Linked DNA regions of Columba livia: region 1 is linked to region 2. The links are chromatin contacts, called in public Hi-C maps. All regions are on one chromosome and are shown on one strand. The core of a region is the stretch at or near the end of the contact, and the rest is flanking DNA. Distances in the headings are between cores, read along the strand shown. Region 1 overlaps UBTD2 (ubiquitin domain containing 2). Region 2 holds the start of UBTD2 (ubiquitin domain containing 2).

Region 1 (5,001 bases), core at 1,417-3,916, 43 kb after region 2:
AAACTTGTTTTTAGCAAAACCAGGACAGAGGAGTGTTTAAATACACAAGGAGTACTCAAGTATATGAAGTACCGGTAAGCTTAATTTGTCCTCTCCTCATTTAAGATCTTGTTATAACATCTTGGCCTTTTCCGTCCAGTACAGAATCCCCCCGGGCCGTGTGCCTGCCGCCCATCCTCTCTGCTGCTTCCTTCCCCAAATCTGCCCCTTTTGCACAGTTTCTGTATGGGATCAGCAGTGACAATTCAAAGTACTCCTCACCGTCTGGTTCTTAGCGTCTGGTGCAGGGTCGGGCTGCGGTGCCTGGGGGGGGCGCAGGGCTGAGCTGCAGCACCACTGCTGGCTGTGCTTTTTCCTTCTTCAGTTTACTGGAGGCTGCATCCTTCCTAAGCCATAAATGGCTGGTGAGGACTCTTGTTGCCTAGGTAACGGGGAAACCGAAAAAATAAAATAAAATAATAATAGTAATTCTTTTTTTCCTCTGTGTTTTCTCATAAAAACCTGACATTCTTTCAGCGCCGCTTCCTGCTGATTAACTTTTGTGGCCCAAGCCGATGTATCTTGCAGGAAGGATTTATGGGGCCAGGCTCTTCTCGGTGACAACCAGTAAGACAAGGGGTAATGGGTACAAACTGGAACAGAAAAGGTTCCACTTAAATATGAGAGGAAACTTCTCAGTGAGGGTGGCAGAGCCTGGCCCAGGCTGCCCAGGGAGGTTGTGGAGTCTCCTGTGCAGACATTCCAACCCGCCTGGACACCTTCCTGTGTAACCTCATCTGGGTGTTCCTGCTCCATGGGGGGATTGCACTGGATGGGCTTTCCAGGTCCCCTCAACCCCTGACATTCTGGGATCCTGTGAAGGATCAGAAATATGGCTTTCAGTTACAGAAGCAAAATTGCGAAGGGTTTTCGCTCACAAGACTTGTGTTCTCTGGTTTAATCAATATATCCAGTCTTGAAAGCCATTGAGTGGGGAGAACGTCATTGAGTGGTATGTAACAGGACTTGAAAATCTTAGGGATGTTTTCACCGGTATAGGTGGAAGAATGGGATTACCAGGGAGGTTCATGGGAACCCGTCGTTACATTAACAATATGTTATAAACCATTTCTCAGCCTGGCATGGGACTGTGCAGTTTTTACTGGCAAGAGGTTTCCCCTACTGTGTCTTTTTTTTGTTTGCTTGTTTGGGGTTGTTTTTGTTGTTTTTTCTTTGTTTAAAATAAACCTCCAAGTTAACAAAAATCCCCTGAAACAGCAGTTAATATTGCTTATCTGATTTTGATTAAGCAATCCACTGTTTATAGCATACTTAGTTCAGCTTCGAATACCGAAGGAATTCCTTAGCAAGCTGACCCCATTGTATTTAAAATTAACTCTTTGATGTGCTGTTGTAAAGCGGGAGCATTCTTTTTGAGATACATGGCTTTTAAACAGAGATATGAATTTGGCTGTTCTGGCTGAATTGAAAGGCTGTTGAAGTTTGAATTTTTCTCTGTTTCTATGAACTGTGATCCAGAATTTAGTACTGTGACATTTACTAGATAGATCAGGCGTACAGAACAAAGTGGACTTAGAAAAACAAAACCGAAGGATGGGAACTTCAGGGCCTGGTCTGTAAATAACAAAGTACCACAAAAGATATAGATCCAGTACACTTTTGATAAAAGCTGGTTTGCCCTGAGATTACTGATGATACAAGACTGTAATCAGTGGTATAATGGTATTTTTCTGCATTTCCTTTTGTTGTTTTCTCAGTAAATCTCTGGCCACAGCCGCTTCGGTTCTGCCTGTACAAAAGCAGCTGCACCCAAAACATTGACCTTTTAACCAAAGATTTCCTCTGTGTGTTTTCATCAACACAAGTTATCCTTAAAAAAGGGGGTTTCTGTCTAAAAGAAAGATTTCCAGTGCAAGATGCTGCTGTGACAGTGGGCTGAGTGACACAGTGTGTCCCCAAGTTACCATTTTCACACAATCCCAGAATGTCAGGGGTTGAAGGGCCCTGGGAAGCTCATCCAGTGCAATCCCCCCATGGAGCAGGAACACCCAGATGAGGTTACACAGGAAGGTGTCCAGGCGGGTTGGAATGTCTGCACAGAAGGAGACTCCACAACCCCCCTGGGCAGCCTGGGCCAGGCTCTGCCACCCTCACCCCAACAAGTTTCTTCTCATATCCAAATGGAACCTCCTGTGTTCCAGTTTGCACCCATTACCCCTTGTCCTGTCACTGGTTGTCACCCAGAAGAGCCTGGTTCCATCCTCCTGACACTCACCCTTTATATATCTGTAAACATTAATTTATATTGCAGTAATTTTGCTGATCAAACAGCAAAGTTTAAGACAACTCACCGTCGGCGTGAAAAAATCTCCAACTAAAAAACAACCCTTAGTTTCTGCCAAGGAGCCGTTGGGTGTTGTGTGCACAACTGCCAAGTCAAAGACTTTTTGATATATTGTGTAGCTCAAGGACTTGGCTCCTCTTCAGACGTTTCCAGCTACAAGGGGATGGGTGATCTTGCAAGTGAATGTGCCCCCTCTAGGGGCAAAAATGTGGAAGTTTGTTATAGCAGGTAAATCCGAGACAGGGAGAAGCATTTGCTTGGAGTGTATCTGGGTTTTTATAGCCAGACTGGGCAGGGATTTCTGCTGTGATTTAGGACGCAGCTTCCTCTGCATCTCCTCCTGGCTCTCTGTGTGTGCTGTACGCAGCAGGGCTCTGCTTTCGGGCTTCTCTTGCTCCTAACGCGTTCTGAAAATCCTGCTGTTTTAACAGGGTAGTTCTTGAAACGTCTTTACAAAGTGTGTGAAGAAGGCAGCTTGAGTTCGTTACTTCAGCAAGTGTATTAATTCTCGTCCTCAGCACGAGCACCTGGGTTATCTTGAGGAACCTCCCAGGAGTCCGGGGAAATAAAAATCACTCCTGAAACTTCAAGGCTTGGAAAACGGGAGCTACAGATGCTGTGCAAATGTGAAGTGTGTGCTGGGGCAGTGACACTGTTCTGTGTGCGGAGCCGCAGCGTTGTCCGACTTGGGTGGTCGTGTTTGTTTGTTCTGGCAGCGCTTGCTAAAACACGAGTCCTGTGCGAAACCGTTTCAGCAATTGCTGAATGTTTGAGAAGTTAGAAAATCTCTCTTTCATAGTGGTCGTTTGCCTTCGGCCTTTGCCATTTTGCCTTTTCAGAGCTTGGGTGTAAGATCGTGTAATTTATCCGAGTGCGGTTTTCTGGGTGCAAACGTGGCCCAAACCTCAGGCTGTGCCGTGGGTGAAATACTCTGACGTGGGGAGAACGTCATCCTCCCTCATCTCTCCCTTCCCGCAGCTTTTGAAGCTTATCCTGATTTATCTGGAGGGAGGGATGTATTTGGCTTTTAGGGGATGCTTTTAAGTAAACCTCAAGTTTCCACATGAAAATGAAGTGAAGCAATTTTTAATGAAAACTTCAGATATATATATTTAATCAATCCTTTAAAGCCTCAGCACTCAGACGAACAGTGGGGTCAGTGCTTCAATGTTCAACGTACGATGCATTCGTGTTAATCTTTTCCCTTCTTACCTCCCCCAGGTGCTCTTACGGAGTGTTACGATGAACTGGGCAACCGGTACCAGCTCCCTGTCTACTGCCTCGCGCCACCCATCAACATGATAGAGGAGAAGGGCGACCTGGAGACTCTGGATATTCCTGATCCCCCACCCAATTCAGGGCACGAATGCCAGCTCCGTTTGCGCCTGTCCACAGGCAAAGACCTCAAACTCATGGTCCGCAGCATGGACACCGTGTACCACATGAAGAGGCGGCTGCACGCGGTGGAGGGAGTGGAGCCGGGCAGCCAGCGCTGGTTCTTCTCGGGCAGGCCGCTGGCTGACAAAATGAAACTGGAGGAGCTGAAAATCCCAAAGGACTACGTGGTGCAAGTCATTGTGAGCCAGCCCTTAGCAAATCCCACCCCGGTGGAAAACTGATTTCTGCTTGTTTATTGATTCTTCTTTCCTCCGTCTCTGTCGTGGGGTTTGTTTTCACTGCCCTCTCTTCTTTCGGTTTGTCCTGCTAATGGATTGGTTCCAAGAAATGACCAGCAAAAATTCCATCTGTGATGGAGATCTGCAAAAACAAAACATAAAAATGTAAACTGGCCTTTGGGGTTTGCCTGATCTCATATCTAATGCAACAGCAAGCAGCACAGGGCAAGGGCAAAGGAAGGGGAAGAGAAAAGGGAGGAGGTACAAGGAGGGAGGGAAGAGATTGTAGTTCACTTAATACAGAAACGTAACGATTCCTAAAACCGCAGGTGGTGTCCTGATCCACAGAGCCAGAGCAACAGAGAGCACTTTTAAAAAATATTAATCAATTTATAAGATTTCATATCAGCACCAGACACAGTTCATGCAAGAACTGCAGCTGCTCCGGGCATGCCCTGCATTGCGTGTTCCCGGGTTCCTTTCTGGTTCCTCCGAACTCTGGTGCAGCGCTGGGCTGGGCGCTCGGGCTCCGTCCTGCGCAGGCAGCTCCTGGGGATGCTCACACCGAGCGATCGTACATTCCAAGCTGGCAGCACGGTCCTGTGCCATTGCTGGCTCCCGAGCTGGGCGCACAGCCCTCCGGAGCCTTAGGCAATAACTTAATGTATACTCTCACGTACTGTACTGTAAACTTACTTGCTACAAGACTGACTTAGCCTGAGGTTTACTGGCTGACTGGCAACTGCCGAATTACTCTATATCACTCAGATTGTTAAACTAAGCTTTGAGCAGCCTGGCTGAGCGGTGCGCTGTGCTTAAGCATGAGGTGCATCGCCTTTGTCCGGCGGCACCGCCGTGACAGGCACAGGTTACACTGCATTTACACCCAGACGCAGTGGATGTTTGCAGCTCCTCCTGCTCGGTTCCTAGAGGGCACAGAGTGTGGAAGACGGTGAGGAGGACGCAGCAGCTCACGGTTTGCAGCTTTTCATGGGAGCGTCGTGGGCAGCAGCAACCGGTGTCCTCGCTCTGGTGACCCTG
Region 2 (5,235 bases), core at 2,305-4,804:
TCGTTTTCAAGGCGATTTTTCATATTTGACCATTGGGTAAAGCTCCCTGAAGTGACAAAGCAATAAATATCAACCGGGAAGATTCAGAGAATTTAAGTTGACAGGAGCTGGTTGAGACAGTGGGTTAAAACACCCTGCTTTCAGAACAGCTTGCAGAATTCAGCATTTATTGAAAATGAGAAGCATCTTTAAAGGCAGGAGCAGCAATAAAGCTGTCATGAATCAGAAAATGAAAGCGGACAGCTCAATTGCCAGCTGCCTGCGTGCCTGTCAGCACAGCACCTGCCGGTCAACACCTCGTACTTTCAGATATATGGTCCCTCTACCCAGTTAAAAAATGAATTTGTAAATTCTTGATTTCCAGTGCAGACAAAAAATTGAACATGTAGTGGAATTGCTTATACACCTACTGCCTGAAGTTAGAGCAACTCTTTTCCCACAGAAATTAAGCGTTTGAGAGACACAACAAAATTCTGGTTTTAAAGATGTGAATGAAGGGAGAAATATCTGACTAAACTCTGGACTGATTAATTTATCCATTTTCAAGGTTTCAGGCTAAAAAGCAAAATATTTGCACAGTTGCTGTAAAGTCACATCAGTACTGAAATGCCCAAGGAAAAATGAGTCTTTCCCCTCCCAGGCCGTTGGCAGAGGGTGGTGCCGCTGGTACCTTCTGGCCTCTGGGGCTCCTGCAAAGTGAAACTGCCAGCAAGGAATATTTGGGGGAATTTCATGGGTTCCTGCAGCAGAACCCACCACCCCTGGAGATTCCAACCATTATCTGTGATGCTGCACCATTAAATAGCATTTTTTAGCCTTTCCAGTGATGCCTTTTCTACAGCAATCAAGGAGAGAAACCACAGAGCTCTGCAGAAACGTCCAAAGGAAAGCTGAAGTATCACCATTCCTCCTGTTATTAACAGAGAAGACATACAGAAGCTGCCAAAGCAGTCCACAGGAGCAGGCGTTGGGCTTCGCAGAGGTCCTGATGGGGTCACATCTCTGTGCAGTAGATTTCTTCCCCTTGGTCATTCCAGGAAAACAAACTCCACTCGGTTTAGCATCGTTCCCACACAGCTTTGCAGTCTCTAGGTGGTGGAGACTGATCCCAGTCGCCTTGGTGTGGCTTTCTAAGGGATGGATTACATTAGTTTGCAATCGGCCTAAAAACAATCGCTGGTGGGAATTTTGGAATGGCAGCCAGCGCTCCTCAAAACCGCATCTGACTGTGAGTGCTGCGCATCACGTGGGGCAGGGAAACCTCCACCACGTCGCCTGTGAAAACGGGGCTACAGCCTCATTAGCTTTCAGGGAGAGCCATGCAGAAGTACATCTGAAAATAGCAACTTGCTGAATTTCTTCAGACTCTCTGAGGAGAAAGATGGGCTCAGCATCACACAGCGGTTGGACTCCATGGTCCTTTCCTGCTTCTGCTTCCTGCAGGATCTTTGGCAAATAGCCTCATCTCTCGTGTCTCCCTTTCTCATCTGTCAAAAGATGAAAGAGATCTGGGTAGACTTTCACTGTAAGTGATAAGACTTCAATACTACACTTCTGGGTAGCACTGATAAAAAATCCAAATGTTGATGCCTGAGACAGAAGTTTCAGCATTGGTGCAATTTGCCAGCATCTCATACTAGTTCCCACGCAAGGATGAATCATCAGAGAACAGGGATGTATCATACAGTATCATCATGTGATGGCAAAACCCACCACCATTGACTGCAAGCAAACTGTGAGATCCCAGCTGGAGAGAAAAACTGGTGAAGAGTACAAAATATTTGAATATATAGGAATACAAATGTAGATCCACTTAGGGATTCTCTACATGCTGCATTACCTTGGGCCACGAACCCACCACTCTGGCCCTTCTAGTACAACATGCAGTCCAGCACCTTGTGCCCAAACAAAATCCTTCAGCTGTTTGCACCGTTGGGTTTATGACCCACAAAGAATAATTTCCAACCATAGAGGGTAGTTGTACCTATATGGAACAGTCAATTCACTGCACCATTTAATTTGTGAAATGACATTTCTGATCTTCAAAGTGTTTTACATCCCACATATTGCAGGCAGTTAACAAGTAATAAAGAGTAAGAATTAATTAATCCTAGCCATACACCCAAGAGATATGTAGACAAACATTAATCTACTGATAGAAATAGAGCAACCGAGGTTATGTGACTTGTCCAAGGCCACAGTGGGTGTCTAGGGCAGAGCCGAGATGAGAGCACAGAAACTCGGATTGCAAAGTTCAGTCCTTGCCTCCTGTGAAGCTTATTTTGAGAAGGAATATAATTTTCAAAAGAGATAATACATTTAGAAAAAGTCTTGGTTTGTCTTTTGCACTTTATGAGCACCTTGCAAGTGCTTCCTCTTACCTGGGGTCAGACAGTAAATATTGACTTCGGCCCATCTCGAGTGTTTATATACACACCAGCACATATATGTATGTTTTACAAACAGTGTGAGTGGAGAGCAACAATGTATCTTATGAAAGAGTTCAGTACCAAATACCAGAATAACAAGTGCTGATGTGCTATTGCAAGGCTCAGTTTGGTTTTCTGCTCTTTTACTCATCAGAGCATTGAGCTCTCTTTGTAGCAGAGCTTGTGTGGAGCCCAGAGCTGTTACTACGCTTTATTTTTTGCACTATTTCTCAGTGTTCGGACTTACTGCTGGTTGGTTCAAAGATCGTCAATACATCTGAGAGTGTATGAACCCTAACTCCCTGAACCCATGTCAAGATTGCTGCTGAAACAATATAAGCCGTTGCAGCCCTAAGTGCACAGAAGTAATTTTTTTCTTCTCAGAGGACTGAAGTCAGGTGCTGATTGACCAAGAAGCAGTGACTTTGTTTAGTTTTTATTTTAATTTAAACAGGCAGTCTGTGAACACAAGAGGTGGTTGGATTATTAGGAGGATACAGATTTATCTCTGGGTGCGTGGGTACTTTATTTCCATGTGCAGATGAAATGCGGGAGAGCACGGGAAAACCCGAAACGGCACAGTGAGGAAAAGTAAATACATCTCGCCGCCTGAGGCCCAGCGACCCAGCCAGGCGGGCCCTGCTCCCCGACCCTTGCGCCCTCCGAGCCCGAAGCCGCCCGGGGCCGCTCGGCAGCGCTGCCCGCAGCCGCGGCCGCCGGACCCCGCAACCCCAGACGAAGCCCGCGGCCCTCGACCTCCCCCCCCGGCTGCCCTGTGCCAGCGGCCCGATCCCTGCGGCGGGGCCGATCGCGACGCCCCAGGGCCGTCCGCCAACTTCCACTGGGGCTTCGCCCTGTCCCGCGGGGCCGCCGAGCCCGCTCGGGGATGAGGTGCGGCCGCGGGCTCGGCGGCCTCGGGGCCGCGTTCAGGCCCTGCCCGGCCCGGCCCGCGGGGCGCCTCAGCACAGGGCCAGGCGGACCGGCGGGCCTGCCCGGTGCGGGCCGGGACCAGGGCGAGCCCGAAGCCGGGGCGGGCCCCGGCGGGCCGGAGGCGGAGCCGGGCGGCGGGAGGAGGCCGCGCCTCGGGGGCGGTGTTGCAGACCGAGGAGGCGGCTCCGAAGCCACCGCGCCTGCCCGGCCGGCGGCGGAGCTCGGCTACAGGGGGAGGGGGGTGGGGGGGCGGCTCGGCGGCGGGTCTGCGGGCCGGGCGGGCCCCATGGGCGGGTGTGTGGGCTCCCACCACGACTCCTCGGGCAGCCTCAACGAGAACTCGGACGGCACCGGAGGTGAGTGCCGGACCCCGGGGGTGGGTGGGGGGAGCCGGGCGGGCCGCCCCCGGCGCCGCGGGGGGACCCCGGGGCGGGCGCTGCGGGCCGGGGCCTGCGGCGGGGACGAGCCGGGCGGCGGGCGGGGGAACCGCGCTGGCCTCGCTGGCCTCGGGGCGCCGCGCCCGCCTCCTCCCCCTCCCCGCGCCCGGCCCCGGTGCGGCTGCCCGGGCCGTAACTTTCCCGGGGCGGTGGGAGTGCGCGGGGGCCGCGCTGGGCTCCCCCGGCCGGCACACACCCCCGGGGCTCGGCGGGGGCCGGGCGGGCGCAGCCCCGCGGGCAGGGCGGCCCCGCTGTGGTTGGGGCTCCGCGGAGCGGCCTCTCGGCCGGCCTGGGCGGCTGCTGAAATAGAGACCGGCCGGGGAAAGGGCCTGCCTGGGGCTCCCAAACTTTGTTTTCCTTGGGCTCAGCTCCTTGTGGTGTGCGGAAAAGAATTATTCAGACAACTTAGATCCTGGCACTGCTGCGGGTTGGTTTGTTTGTTTCTTTTTATTTGCTCCAAGTAACATGGATGCTTTCCTCCAGCCAAAATTAACCATGCTAAATAATCAATTTCCAGCGACTTCAGATGCTGGAGCAGCCGAGTGTTGAGGTGCACACCTACTGAGCAAGTGTGGCTTGTGTGGAAACTGCTGCAGTGGAAGCGGCTTTTACCCTTGTGTTTTTCTCTACCTAAATGTGTGAATGATTGCTTTTTCAACGGCCTTGGGTTTGTGGACCCCTGATGTTCTCCTGCTGAGCTGTATATGCTTTATAGTCATTTAAAGGCAGCCTACCAACGGGAAACTTGACTTATAAGTAGTCCTCACACATGCAGGGTCCATAGATTTCAGGTTGAAAATTGCTGACCTAGGTCCACGTTTTCCCATGTGCCTTATGCAATATTATTTATCAGCCTGGTTTCATTTCAGATGCCCCAGCTGGTGGGTGTTCTGTCATATCAGTGACTTTGCTGTCATTCCATAATGTAAAAAAATGCAGCACTTACAATTATATCTGAAGCAGCCACCTGCTGATTAATACCAGATAGAAATACCAGAAAGTCCAGCTGCTAAGAAGTGTGTAGGATGTAGTCACATCGTTGTCATTAAAAGGAATTTTACAGCTGTGACTAGTATGAGTCTTCCTTACTCTTTTCCGTTATTGAAAAAAAAAAGGGGGGGTGGGGGGGAAGAAGTGGGTTATCTAAAATGCATCTGTATTAAGAGGACTTATCAACCAGTAAAAAAATGCAAGAGTTTGAGTGTGGAAAGGATCAGAGCATATTAGAAGTAGAAGAAAAAGAATGGCAGGAATCATCACATACCCAAGAAATCTTGATCAGAAAATACCGTGAAAAGCTACGCCGACGTTTGTTCCTAAACCTGCTTCAGCAGCTAGGTGTTATGAGGTGAGATCATGTCACAGAAATAACCTCGCTTTAATTTCCTCACTCTTATCTTGCCTGTGCTGCCGAATGAATGAGATGATAGGAGGGAAAA

What was found. Hi-C and Micro-C count contacts between places; a contact is called where the count stands out from the background.
Region 1: a Hi-C map of crop shows a contact between it and region 2, with 2.9 times the contacts expected there. The contact joins the enhancer-like site here to the promoter of UBTD2 in region 2. A contact is called at or near these places in 2 of 2 Hi-C or Micro-C datasets (crop and liver).

Annotation. Positions count from the first base shown.
Region 1 is chr14:2,373,920-2,378,920 of bColLiv1.pat.W.v2, forward strand. UBTD2 (ubiquitin domain containing 2) reads left to right here. Exons shown (of 4, transcript XR_010466091.1): 3 at 3,566-5,001. Among named protein-coding and RNA genes, the nearest start is that of STK10, 17 kb to the right of the region's middle. Within about 2 kb of position 2,667, at least 2 of the 3 cell types and tissues checked have an H3K27ac peak away from gene starts, as active enhancers do.
Region 2 is chr14:2,330,430-2,335,664 of bColLiv1.pat.W.v2, forward strand. It overlaps UBTD2 (ubiquitin domain containing 2), which reads left to right and starts at 3,555. Exons shown (of 4, transcript XR_010466091.1): 1 at 3,555-3,715.